Linked DNA regions of Sus scrofa: region 2 is linked to region 1. The links are chromatin contacts, called in public Hi-C maps. All regions are on one chromosome and are shown on one strand. The core of a region is the stretch at or near the end of the contact, and the rest is flanking DNA. Distances in the headings are between cores, read along the strand shown.

What was found. Hi-C and Micro-C count contacts between places; a contact is called where the count stands out from the background.
Region 2: a contact with region 1 is called in a Hi-C map of liver, with 1.6 times the contacts expected there. The contact joins two enhancer-like sites. A contact is called at or near these places in 1 of 5 promoter capture datasets (liver), 2 of 47 Hi-C or Micro-C datasets (liver and skeletal muscle) and 1 of 2 datasets of contacts at active chromatin or transcription factors (alveolar macrophages).

The regions. Positions count from the first base shown.
Region 1 is chr5:90,471,314-90,477,448 of Sscrofa11.1, forward strand. It overlaps LOC110260820 (a long non-coding RNA gene), which reads right to left. Exons shown (of 3, transcript XR_002344327.1): 2 at 5,645-6,135; 3 at 3,613-5,383. Among named protein-coding and RNA genes, the nearest start is that of PLEKHG7, 160 kb to the left of the region's middle. Within about 2 kb of position 1,563, at least 7 of the 83 cell types and tissues checked have an H3K27ac peak or open chromatin away from gene starts, as enhancers often do. A contact at or near this core is called in liver, where this site is marked.
Region 2 is chr5:91,023,770-91,030,283 of Sscrofa11.1, forward strand. The region is part of intron 2 of LOC102159120 (a long non-coding RNA gene); the gene reads left to right. Among named protein-coding and RNA genes, the nearest start is that of BTG1, 210 kb to the left of the region's middle. Within about 2 kb of position 1,667, at least 3 of the 83 cell types and tissues checked have an H3K27ac peak or open chromatin away from gene starts, as enhancers often do. A contact at or near this core is called in liver, where this site is marked.

The DNA.
Region 1 (6,135 bases), core at 313-2,812:
GGTATGTATATACGCATAAAAATATCTAGAAGGAGGCATAGTAGTCCCTGGGGAGAAACTTGGGATTGCGGCTGGTGGCCAACTGGGTTTTTGTCTAATTCATGCTATTATCATATTTTACCTGAAGAATGTATTCACATGTTATTGTTATAATAAGAAATAGTAATGTAGGGAGTTCCCGCTGTGGCGCAGCAGAAACGAATCTAACTCCATGAGGTTGCGGGTTCAATCCCTGGCCTCTCTCGGGTTAAGGATCTGGCATTACCATGAGCTATGGTGTAGGTCGCAGCTGCAGCTTGGATCTGGCATTGCTTTGACTGTGAAGTAGGCCAGCAGCTATAGCTCCGATTAGACCCCATAGCCTGGAAACTTCCATATGCTGCAGGTGTGGCCCTAAAAAGACAAAAAAATAAAAATAAAAATAAATAAAAATAAAAATAGTAATGTAAAAAGAGGCAACTTGAATGAAGACCAGCTGGGAAGCTGTTTAATAGTCCAGAAAAGGGAAGATTATGATCTGAAATAAAAATGACAGTAGAGCCGAGTAACTGAGCATGAGAGCTCTGATTCTAAACTGCTTGGTCTTGAATTTCTCCTCTCACACTCACCAGCTATGTGCCAGCTGGGTAAATTACCTAACCTGTTTGTGTCAAGGCCATTTCATCTATAAATGAGTATGCAAAAAATAGTGCCTACGTAGAGAGTTGTGATAATTAAGTGACTTAGTACATGAAAACCGCTTAGAACAGTGGTTAGTACGTTGTAAGCCCTCTAGAAATACTTGCTGCTATATTAAGGGAGACAGGATTGGGTTGGGAGAAACGGGAAGAGTGTTCAGTAACTGAACATGCTAGTACCTCAGATACCAAATTGATGCTGACTATCTTGTCAGGTTTTGTGACTCGTGGTGCTTGTACGACCACCGCTTCCTCCAGGTTGCCCTGTGGTCATAGGGACATGGAACATCGTAGTGATTCTCTGCTGATCCTGTGGCAGGTGCTGGAAGTTGCTTTTCTCATCGTGAGTTGGAATCTGGAATGAGATCATTATGTCACTTCGTCTCCTGTCCAGTTCTCTAATTAATAAGTTGGTAGCCATGTCACTTATCTTTAATGCTTAGGTATATATTTTCAATTAATAAAGTGACGATACCCATGTCAACCGATAGAAAATGCCTCTTCTCCCCTTTTCTTTTGCTTCTTCTATTGCATTTACAGTCTCTGATAAATCTGCTTGTCTGCGTAATGCTGTAGGAAAATAAGACAGGTCCAAGGAAAAACATTACCTCCCAGGGTCCAATTGTATGAAAACACAAAGATAAATGTCCCTCAAAGGGTAGTGCAGGGGCGGGGGTGGTGGGAGGACTCTGGCACACTGCCTGCTTCTGAAGTATTTCGAGGATCCAAGGAGGAAAACTGCTTTGAGAAGATACAAAAGACTGTGCGCATTGGTGTTTAATCTGTTGGTTGTCTCTTTGTCATTTTTTTCTATTCCATGTGAGAACACTGTAGAGAAAATTCTAGATGGCTGCATTCTGAAAAAACAACTTTCACTGAGTTAATGTTTCTCTTCAGTTTTGCCTACCTATCTCACCTTTGAATTTACTGACTGTTGAGTAATTGTTTACACCTTGGCATTATTCCCTTCAATTTTTAGGGCACTGATAGGATAATTGCTGAGTCTTCGGATACTGGCAAACATTTGGTTTAGCTGTTCTTCTCCCTTCTCTATCCAGTGTGTATCTATGCAGTTTTTTCACTTATTGTGACCCTAAATAAAGCTTTGATGGCATTTAGGCCTTTTCATCTGTGCTTAGGAAACTCTTCAAGCCTTTCTTGGAGTCTTAATTTGCCTTGTAGTTGCTTTCATTTGGGTCATAATCCAGCTCACTTTGCAGCCTCTTAGGTAGGTCTCCAGTTACATAATTCCACTCCTTTTTCGATGCTGGCCCGTATTCCAGGTCATAGTGCCTTTCTGCTGCCTCCCATGAGATAAGAAAGTGCTCCTGTTAACTATTGATTTTCTTCTTCTTCTTTGTAAACCAGGTGTATTAGTTTACGTGTTTCTGTTTTTTCCTGGATTTTTTTCATTTGGATATCAAAATATCTTACTATGTACTGATAAATTTGAAATTTGTTTCTTCCATGAGAAGATACTGATACTTTATGAAATTCTAAAATGGGCTTTGAAACAGCAACCCCTTCTTGAACTATCGTTGGCATACAGTAAACCGTAAGCATCTCAGATGCACAATTTGAAACGGCCTTTGGGTACTAACCTCAGTTCATTTCCCACAGAAGCTCCGGTTTAGGTCCCAGCCTGTCTTTCTCCTTGTCTTCAAAGCTCAGCCTGCGAAGGCCACTGTCTTAAGTCACTTTCCAGAATTACTCATCTTCTACCAAAGTCCATGTGCAGTCCCTCTCAGGCTTCTGTTTATTCCTCAGGTGAAATTACTGTGGTGAAACTCCACTGCCAAAGCCAGTGGGCATTTTCCAGTCTTCTCTTACTTTCAGATTCTTTATGACCTCTGCCACCATCGACCGTTCTGTGCCATGCCATCTTGGAAGTGTCAGCTTTCCTGGCCACACGGACGTGGTCTTCTGGTCCCTCTCCCACCACGGACATGGCCCTTCTCAGCCTCCTTCCTCCACCTGCTCCTGCAGTGAGTCAGTGTGTGCCGTGGCCCTGCCCTTTGCTGCTCACCTTCTCTGTCTCTGCATTCTCCCTGAGTGCGCTCGGGCGCTCAACTTGTTAGTCATACCGCGTGGATGCGGACAAGTGACAAGTGGATGGTTTCAGCTTAGACTTCTTTTCTGAAGTGAGATCCGTACACATAAACTGTTGGACATTTCTGCCTACATGTACCAGAGGCATACACATTTCCTGTTTTAAAAACTCACCTTATTATCATCCGTTCAAAACCTTTCTTTCCCTCTTCTACTCTTTGGCCTAGGAGATAGGCCTTCTCTATGGGAAGGTCACAGTGTTGGCTGGGGAAGAAATATGAATGCGTGACATAATCACAAACCAGCTTGTGTTGCATGTGCCAGTTTGGTAGAATGAAGCAGTGAAGGCCTCCGTGGGACTTACTCTACAGCTGTGAGGGAAGAGCACCCTAGAGACTGAATTCCTGGTGATAGGGAAGAGCTGCTGGGGGCAAACAGTATTCAGAAAAACGAGAATGTCCAAGTGAGGCAGGAGATGTCAGGAAAGCCCTTCGAGAGCCCATGCAACCTCAGTGCTTCACATCTTCAGTGGCTCCCTCTTTCGAAATGTCCGTGTGTTGGAAACTGAACTCTTCGGTTCTGGAGAAGCATCAGTGGAGAAGAGACAAGACTCTTGAGCTCATGGAGCGTATATTCTACCCAGAAGAATCAATGAATATGTAAAACATTAAGACCAAAACTTTACCTAGGAGTTCCCATGTGGCTAAGTGGGTTCAGAACCCGATGTAGCGTCTGTGAGGGTGTCAGTTTGAGCCCTGGCCTCGCTCAGCAGGTTCAGGAGCTGGCATTGCTGCAAGCTGTGGTGTAGGTCACAGATATGGCTTGGATCCAACTTTGCCGTGGCTGTGGCGTCGGTCTCAGCTGCAGCTCTGATTGTACCCCTGGCCTTGCAATTTCTATAGGCCACAGATGTAGCCTTAATAAGAAAAGAATATATATAACTTTACAAAGAGGTAAGTACCTGCTAGGAAATCGACACAGTGTAATTAACTAGAAAATGATAGAAGGTTGGGGGGCATTCCCTTAGACTTTCAGAGCTGTTGGTTGAATGAATAAATGAATCTTCCTCAGCACTGAAGAGAAAAAGCTTTAAAAACCAAATTGAACCATTAAAAGGAACCTGCAGAGTGGGTTTCAGGCACCTTTTTAAGACTCTTTCCAGCAAATCTGGAACCAGTGTTTCTCTGTTTCACTTTCTTTTCTTTGATGTCTGAGATAAGGCATAGACTTATTGGACTTTTTTTTTTTTCTTACCCAAATACTGTGTTTTGCTTGCGATGCTGAGAAAACAGAAAAATTCTGAGTGAGGAGACCCCTCTTTGTAGTGTCTGAAGTGGAAAATCCTTCTCAATGAACTAACTTTGGTCTCCTGTTTATCTTTAATGGTATCTCCAGATCCTACAGTTTCTCCAGCATGTGTAGAGAAAACAGAATTGTTTTATTTATAAGTGGCGTCCTAAATGTTTATTTAGGGAGTTGAATTTAGGAAGCCGGTTTCCAGGAAAACAGCAATAACAGAGACACATTCACATAAAGAGCTTATCTTCTAGTAGAAGGAAACAGATAATAAACAAGTAAACAAAAATAAAATGCCAGCTAGTGATAATACTATTACTCAAATAAAGAGGAGGGTAAGGGGATAAAAAGTAGTGGAGGAGCGATTTTAGAAGGTGACTCCTGAGAGGTGATGTTTGAGTGGAAACCTGAGAGCTTAGAAAGCACCAGCCTTGTGAGGGAGGGTCAGCTAAGAGTCTGATTTATTCAGCGGAGGGATAATTTCTCGTTTCCCCACTTTGCTATTTATACCACACCACTTTCACAAACATGACATTTAGACCAGAAAGGGAAGTCCATTTGGCCTATAAACCTCTTTTATTAAGGGGATTTTTTTTTTCTAAAGTTGTCACATCATCTTGAATAAACCAATGTCCTCAGAACGTGTATCCTCGGTTCTCTCGTTGGAAACAAGATCCTTAAAGAGTTGATGTGTCACTTATTTAGTTTTGCTCTAGAAGCAGCAGCATAAGAAAACAAAATACAGAACTGGTCCTTTATGGTCTCATTGACTTTAAATTCAGTGAAATGAATATGTTCTCAATGTGGGTAGAGGGAGGAAGGAGAAGGTTATTTCTGAAGGTTTCGTTCCCTAAGCCCCCATCTCTGCTCCACCATTGGAAAGCCCACAGCTCCCCTTTGGGGGTATAACTTTTCACATGGAACAGAGAAAAAGAATGAAGACTTGTTATCGCTGAAGAGAAGCCAGAAGCCATTGGTATTTAGTTTTCATTGTTTTTGGTTTCTGTTTGAAGAAGCTTGGTCTTGGAGAATGCATAATGCTGACCTGGGGAATTTCTGCTTGAGGTTTTCAAATGCCAGATGAGCTGACTGATGAGACAGAAATCTTTTCTTTAGAAGGCATTTTTAGAAGATAGAGTTTGAAGCCAGAGTCTGGGAGTTGAGTCCTATCGTGTGGTTTACAGTGAGTCACAGAACTCGTCTTCCAAGACACTGGAGGCCAGGCAGTGAGTCTGGTGTTTGGTGATTGCAAAACACATTGAAAATGTTGCTTATTGATTTTTATTGTTCTGATCATCATTGTTTTTATTCTCTCGGCGCATTTCTCCTTCTTCAACAAACTTTGGGCTTTTTCATACCACCTGTGTTTTGAGAAGTGTGTTCTGATTAATTCAGTACAATGAATATTTAAATTTGAAAAAAGTTCAATATTAAAAGGAGTTTAGCAAAACTGGTGAGGCATTAACTTAATCTAAGGTAGGCTAAGGAAAGAGCCAGAAAGAGAGCATAAGTCAAGAGTTAAAGGACTGTAACAGAGGGTAAGAAGAATGAATTCTGTCAGGCAGAACCAGAGAAAAGACTCCATGGAGAAGTGATGGCATAGAGAAAACTGGGTTACTTACACAGAAGTAAAACAGATGGAGCAAAGCCGTGGCCTGAGCACCTGTGTAGGGGCCGGCATGAGACAGGGTGGCAGGACGTCCAGGGAGGCACTTACAGTCTGTGTCTGGTAATTGTGGCAGCAGCCAGCATGTGATTTCCCAGTACAGCTGTCAACATCACAGGGCCAAGAGCAGGAAGGAAGGGCAGGTCCCCACAGGCCCAGTGACAAGGGCATAGGAGTGAGTGATAATAACAGCTCCTGGCAGCCATGGAGCAGCTAATCAGGACCAGAAAATCTAGCATGAGTAGCAGGGTCCCAGAAAGCTTTCGGCCATCAACCCATCACACCCACACCCCCATACTCACATGTCCCCCACTGTCCCTTTTGTTAAAAGTTATAGCTATTTATCAAGCATAGCTACTAGAGTCAGAAGACCTGGTTTGAGTCTTGATTCCACCATCTGTTGGCTGTGTGACTTCAGACAAATTTCTCCAACCCTCTGTAACAGGT
Region 2 (6,514 bases), core at 417-2,916, 550 kb after region 1:
GTTTCTGTAGAGAAATTAGCTGATAGCCTTATGGGGATTCTCTTATAATTAATACTTTTTCTCTTGCTGCCTTTAGAATCCTCTCTTTAAGTTTTTCCATTTTTATTATAATATGTCTTGGTGTGATTCTATTTGTGTTAAACTTGTTTGGGGCCCTCTGTGCTTCCTGTTTCTTGATATCAGCTTCCTTTAGATTTGGAAAGTTTTCAGACATAATTTCTTCAAATATATTTTTCAATCCCCTTTTCTTTTTCTTCTCCTTCTGGAATTCCTATTATGTGTGGATTGGCCCACTTTATATTATCCCATATGTCCCTTATATTGCTTTTGTGTTTTTTCATTTGATTTTCTGTTTGCTGTCCTGATTGGGTGATTTCCATTATTTTATCTTCCACGTCACTAATTCGTTCCTCTGCATTATTCATTCTTCTCTTTAGTGCCTTTAGCTCAGTCTGCATCTCTGCAAATGAATTTTCTAATTTTTCTATGTTCCTCCTTATATTTTCTAGTTCCTTTCTAAAGAGTCTGCATTACTGTTCATATATGCTCTTAATTCCTTGACATTCAGCCTTAATTCCTTCAATATTTTCACTGTCTCTCTTTTGAACCGTGTCTGTCAGACGGCAGAGGTCTGTTTCATTGTTTGCTGCTTCAGGTAAATTCTCCAGTTCTCTTACATGGGAATGGTTTCTGAGCTTCTTCACCTTGCTTATGTTTTTCTTTTTTTGTGAGTTTAGGGAAGCCAAACTGTAGTCTTGGGGGACTACTCCTATGCAAGAGCACCTGTCTGTATTTTGTGGGGGTTACTATTTATTTTTGGTGTGGGAGTTTGAATATTTGCTGTGTCTTTCTTTGGTGTGAGCAGACTGTTATCCCCAGGGTACTGAGTGTGTTTCCAGGGAGAAGGAGGCAATGGGTAGGGCTAGTAGTCAGTGCCTGGTTGCTGGGCTCTTAATAGCAGCAAGGACCTGCAGGAAGGTGGCACAGGCTACTCCTAGTTGCAGGGCCCTGGGAAGTGGTAATGAGCCTTAGGCAGATTTGCAACGTGCCCAGATCATTTGGCTGTGGCAGCATCAGGGTGTGTGAGTTCCAGGGGAGTGAGAGCAACAATAGGTAGTATTTGATTGCAGTGCCCTCCTCTGAGGTGATTGGAGCCACAGGTGGTGCCTGTTCACAGACCCCTAGTGGTAGCGGTCCAGGCTCCACTTTTGGAGTTAGTGATAACTGTGGTGGTTTGCTCCCACCACCTGCAGACTATGCAAAAAGCACCCCCCTCACTGAGCCCTCACAGGAGGTGCTGCACAGGCTGCTCCTAGTTGCAGGTTCCTGGGAAGGGACAGTGATCAAGCATCTGGGCAATGCCCAGAGCATTTGGCAGTGGCAGCAGCAGGGCAGGTGTGCTCCCAGGGGAGCTAGAGCAACAACAAATGGTGTTCCGTTGCAATGTCCTCCTTTGTGGTGCCCTCTGAGGTGGTAGGGGCTGCAAGTGGTTCTTGTTCAGGGATACCCAGTGGCAGTGTGCTACACCTACCTCTAGAGTCAGAGATAATGGCGGTGGTTTGCCCCTGCCACCTGCAGACCATGCAAGAAGCACACCACCCTGCTTAGCCTACGCAAGAGGTGCTGCACCAGCTTGGGAAGAGACAAAGATCAAGCCTCTGGGCACTACCCAGAGCATTTGGCAGTGGCAGCTATGGGGCAGGTTTATTCCCAGGGCGGGTGAGAGCAATAACATGTGGTGCCTGGTTTCAGTGCCCTCTTTCTTTTGCCAACCTCTGAGGTGACTGGGGCCACAGGTGGAGCCCACTCACAGGCCCCCAGTGGTGGCAGGCCAGACCTTCCTCTGGCCTCTGAGATGGCCGCTGCGATCCTCCCTGCTGCCTGTAGATCACTCAGAGGCACCAGGTCGCACTTGCCCCCCACTGCCCTTAGCCCACACAAGAGGTGCCTGGCCACCAGTGGCCTGCACAAGAAGTGCCCAGTCTCTTGTAGCCCAAGCAAGTGGCTTCTTGCCACCCACTGCCCTCACCAGAGGTGCTCTGCTCTTTGAGAGCCTGCATGGCATGTGTGCCCAGGGAGATTCCTCTGGTGGTCTGCCCCTCCTCCTCTCACCCTCCCCAACAATGGCACCTTGCTTCTGTGGGCCCAGACCTTCTCCCGGGTTCCCTCTGCCATGGCGTTCCGCTCCCCTGTGTGTGGCACAGTGCTCCTTAGCCCCGAGGCTGTGCCCCCACAGCTGACCCTAATCCTCTCCCCAGGACTGACATCTGGAGCCTAACTCTCAGCACCCAGTCCCTGCCTGGGCATCTCAGGCTGTGGTGTCTGGGGCGGTGATGCAGATGGCTCTCACTCTACTTTGCCCTCCTCAGTCCAGCTGCTGCGCTTTTCTCGGCGACTCTGAGGTCTCTCCATCTCCGATGAGCTCCCCGTTGGTTAGGTGGCTTCCCGGGATGTGGGTTCCTTTTCTCCTTCACAGCTCCCTCTCAGGAAGGCTAGGCCTTTTCTCTCTCTCTCTTTTTTTGCTTTTGTTCTACCCAGTTATGTCAAGAGTTTCTTGCCTTTTTTGGAGCTTTAAGTTCTGTCAGCGTTCAGTAGATGTTCTGTGCGAGTGGTTTTACAGGTAGACGTGCTTTTTTTAAATGTGTTTGTGGGAGAAGGTGTGTGCCATTTTACTCCTTTGCCTTCTTGATCCACCTCCCCTCAGGATGTGTTTAAGTCAAATTATTACACTGTATACCTTAAACTTAACCAGTGCTGTATGTCAGTTATGTCAATAACACTGGAAGATAAACAGAGATATATAGCTGGATAGCTGGATAGATAGATAGATAGATAGATAGATAGATAGATAGATAGATAGATAGATAGATGGATGGATGGATGGATGGATGGGTAGATAGATAGATAGATAGATAGGTATAAGATAGATAACAACAGCCACTTCATAGCGGCTATCAGGGTCCTGGCAGGAAACAGGTGACACTTTCAGACTGAATAGGGAGGAGAGTTTAATAAAGGACCATTTGTAAAGCTATGGCCATGTAGGGGGGAAAGAATGATAATGAAACACCCTGGAGTTAAATATGGGAGAGCACTTACCACTTTTAAGCCTGAACAGGTAGGGGGTGGGCATGGCTTCAGGAACCTGGCGTGGATAGCTGTGCAGAGAGGACTCTGATAGGGGCTGTCACCTTTGGTGCTGAGACACAGCTAACGCTGCTCTGGGAAGGAGTTAGGGGGTGAATATCCCAGCATCACTCTCTTCCTGCCCTTTCACCATATACTTCACATGAAAATGACCTGTGGGCAAGCCAGGATTTTCCTCATGGAACCCGTTGGCATGCAAGCCTAGTGTTCTGCAGAGTTCTGCAGCATCTAATTGAGCAGAGATGGCCTGGGCTTTTGTCAAAGTCAATTTGAACATTTCCCTCAATAGCTAGGGGGAAACCTCAGTAAATACGACACTAGCTGCTTTCTATTTGTTCTTCCAAATCTAGTCTTCAGTATTCTGTGGTTTAGAAGACAGACCTGCATGAACTTCATGACCCCAGGCTTTGCAAGTAAGGTCTGGCCAGTTGGATTAGAACCCAAAGGTCACTTTCTCTCTGCGCTTCTGTGTGTGGGAGTAAAGAAAAGGAATCCTGAACCAGGGAGGTCACATCAGGAGATGAAGGAAGATAAGAAAACCATCAGGGGAAAATTCTTTAGTCTTTCGGAAGGAGGGGAGGGGAGAGGAGGATTGCCTGTGGTAAAAACAAGATTCAACCCAGCAGAAACATATGGCTGATTAGAAGGCGGAAGCTCACCAGAGAACAGAAGATATGTTGGGTGATAATAGAGCTTAGAGTGAAAGAAGCCCCATCTGTAGCCATCTCTTCAAGGCCAGATCTAAATATGCAGCTTATGGGTGGCTCTACCCTTTTGCAGATTGATTCTCCTCACCCACCCCTAAGGGGCACAGCAGGGAAAAGCACAACACCCAGAGTAACACTAAACATGAGAACACAGCAGAGACAACACTCCCTGGCTGTGAGCAGATGGGGAGGAGAGCAGGTCTTGGGAAGTCCTCCAGCAGGAAAGCAAAAGAAGGTAAAGAAGTTTTGCCAAGAATATGCCACGTGGTGCCATCATTTTCTGTTTCTAAGTGTTTGGTAATATTGTCCAGCTCACATAAAAGCAACACAGTACAATTTTAGGAGGACATATTCTTGTTTTACTGGGGTGGTGAGAGAGGATGTTGTGGGGAAAAAATTGGGGGCCCTGAAAGCTGAGGGGCAATGTTTAAGCACCTGACATGGTAGGTAAAATGGCTGAACCAGCAAGTCTCAGAGCTAATTCTACTAGAATAGGGGTGGGGTATAACAAATGTGGTGATGACTTCACTTTTCCACCCAAGGTGTCGCTGGTTTAGACTCCAGTAGAGGCAGAACATCAGTCCTGACCCACCGAACTGAGAGGCACATTCATTTCTCTGCCACTTCCGAGGAACAGAGAGCACAGGGAGAAAATACAGAATAGTCAACTATTCTGAGAGAGACACAGTGCATGCCTAGCAAAGCCCAGCCACTCTTCCTGTGGTTTGTAAACTCAGGTGCTCAGCAGTTGTGCCTTAGTGCTACTCTCTTAGCCTGGGGTCTCAGGAGAAAGCAGTCTGACGCTCATCTTTTATGAAGGTAGTTCACTTGAGGATGTTATCTCTGGGGGTCTTGAGTGAAGACTAGGAAGAATGAAATGGGGAAGAGGGATCACCCAGACAAGGATACATCTTTGAGCAGGTCACAGATGTGGGCAATGGAACCTTGGTCCCACTTTGCGCTCCGAGTGTCCTGTAGAGTGCCCTCTGAATTGACTTCTATGGGCCTGAAGAGCAGGCATTTACCCACTGACTCCAGCTGTGCACTGACCCAAGGCTACCCCATAGAACGCCGATTTTCCAGGTTCATGCATGCATTGGTACCAGTGGGGTCTCCCCTGGTATCAGATGTCAGATGTCAGAGAAGTCCAAGCACAGAAAGCAAGAGAATGGGGTGCAGCAGAGGCAAAGGGCTGACAGATTTTACTTCTGATGGGGTAAAAGATGTGAGGTGTAGCTCAAGAAATACTCAATGCAAATAACTTAAAATTTTGCTTAAGATAAGATAAAAAAAAAAAAAAACCCTGAAAACAATGCAAAGGCTCTAGTTCAAGAAAACCATCCTATTTGTGGAGGACAGGGGTACAAGGCACACAAAATACTGAGCAGAATATGAAACAAGACATTTTCTAAGTTGAACTATTCCTTTGAGTATTGCTGTAGCTTTATTAATTCCTCTTCAGGAGCCAAAGTGGAAATGACTCTGAATTCCCCATTACTTACTTACTTTATTTATTTATTGCTTTTTAGGGCTACACCTGCAGTATATGAAGGTTACCAAGCTAGGGGTTGAATGAAGCTGTAGCCACTGGCCTACACCATAGCCACAGCATTGCCATATCCAAACCTTGTCTGCAACCTAAACCACAGCTCACAACAAAGACGGATCCTTAACCCACTGGGTGAGGCCAGGGAGTGAACCCACATCCCATGGATACTGGTAGGGTTTGTAACCCATTGAGCCACAACTCCCCTCATTACTTATTATTTGTCATTTGTTTTATGTAAGTGTATTTAAATAGACTGCTGAATTATTCCTACATAGTTCTCATCCTGTTGAGTCATTTCAGTGTTTTCATCAAATTTTGTTGGGGGTCCTTTCAAAGTCCTTTGTCTTCCCACAACACCACAATGCATACACACACGTAGAGATTTCTTTTGAGATAACTGGAAGGTTGACTTCGGGTAGACCACCAAAGTCAAGATCCAGTGTTTTCAGAGAGCAGACGCTGATAAGCATCATCCTTTCATAGACTGGGTTCTCAGTCTCTGGGTGCCTCAGGTTAAAAACAAACACTGTGACAGCTTCCTGCAAAAGGATTGCTGGCTCCTGATGATATCAAATCATGCCACGTGACTGCCTCAATTCAGGAAAAATGCTATTCTGGAGGAAGCTTAGGAGACATCTTATCCTTTCATATAGAAAATCTTAAAAAGCAAATCTTTCATTGTGTGTCTTCTGTTTGCCAGTTGCTTCATATATATATTATTCAAATTTCCCATACTAACACAAGTAGATATTATCATCTCTATTTTTTATTTTATGATTTTAATTTTTTCCATTATAATTGATTTACAGTGTTCTGTAATTCCTACTGTGCAGCAAGTGACCCAGTCATATATATATTCTTTTTTCTCACATTATCCTCCATCATGTTCCATCATAAGCAACTGGACATAGTTCCCTGTGCTATACAGCAGGATCTCATTGCTTATCCACTCCAAATGCAATAGTTTGCATCTATTAACCCTAGACTCCTAGTCTATCCCACTCTGTCCCCCTCTCACTTGGCAACCTCAAGTCTGTTCTCCAAGTCCATGAGTTTCTTTTCTGTGGAAAGATTCATTTGTGATGTATATTAGATTCCAGGTATAAGTGAT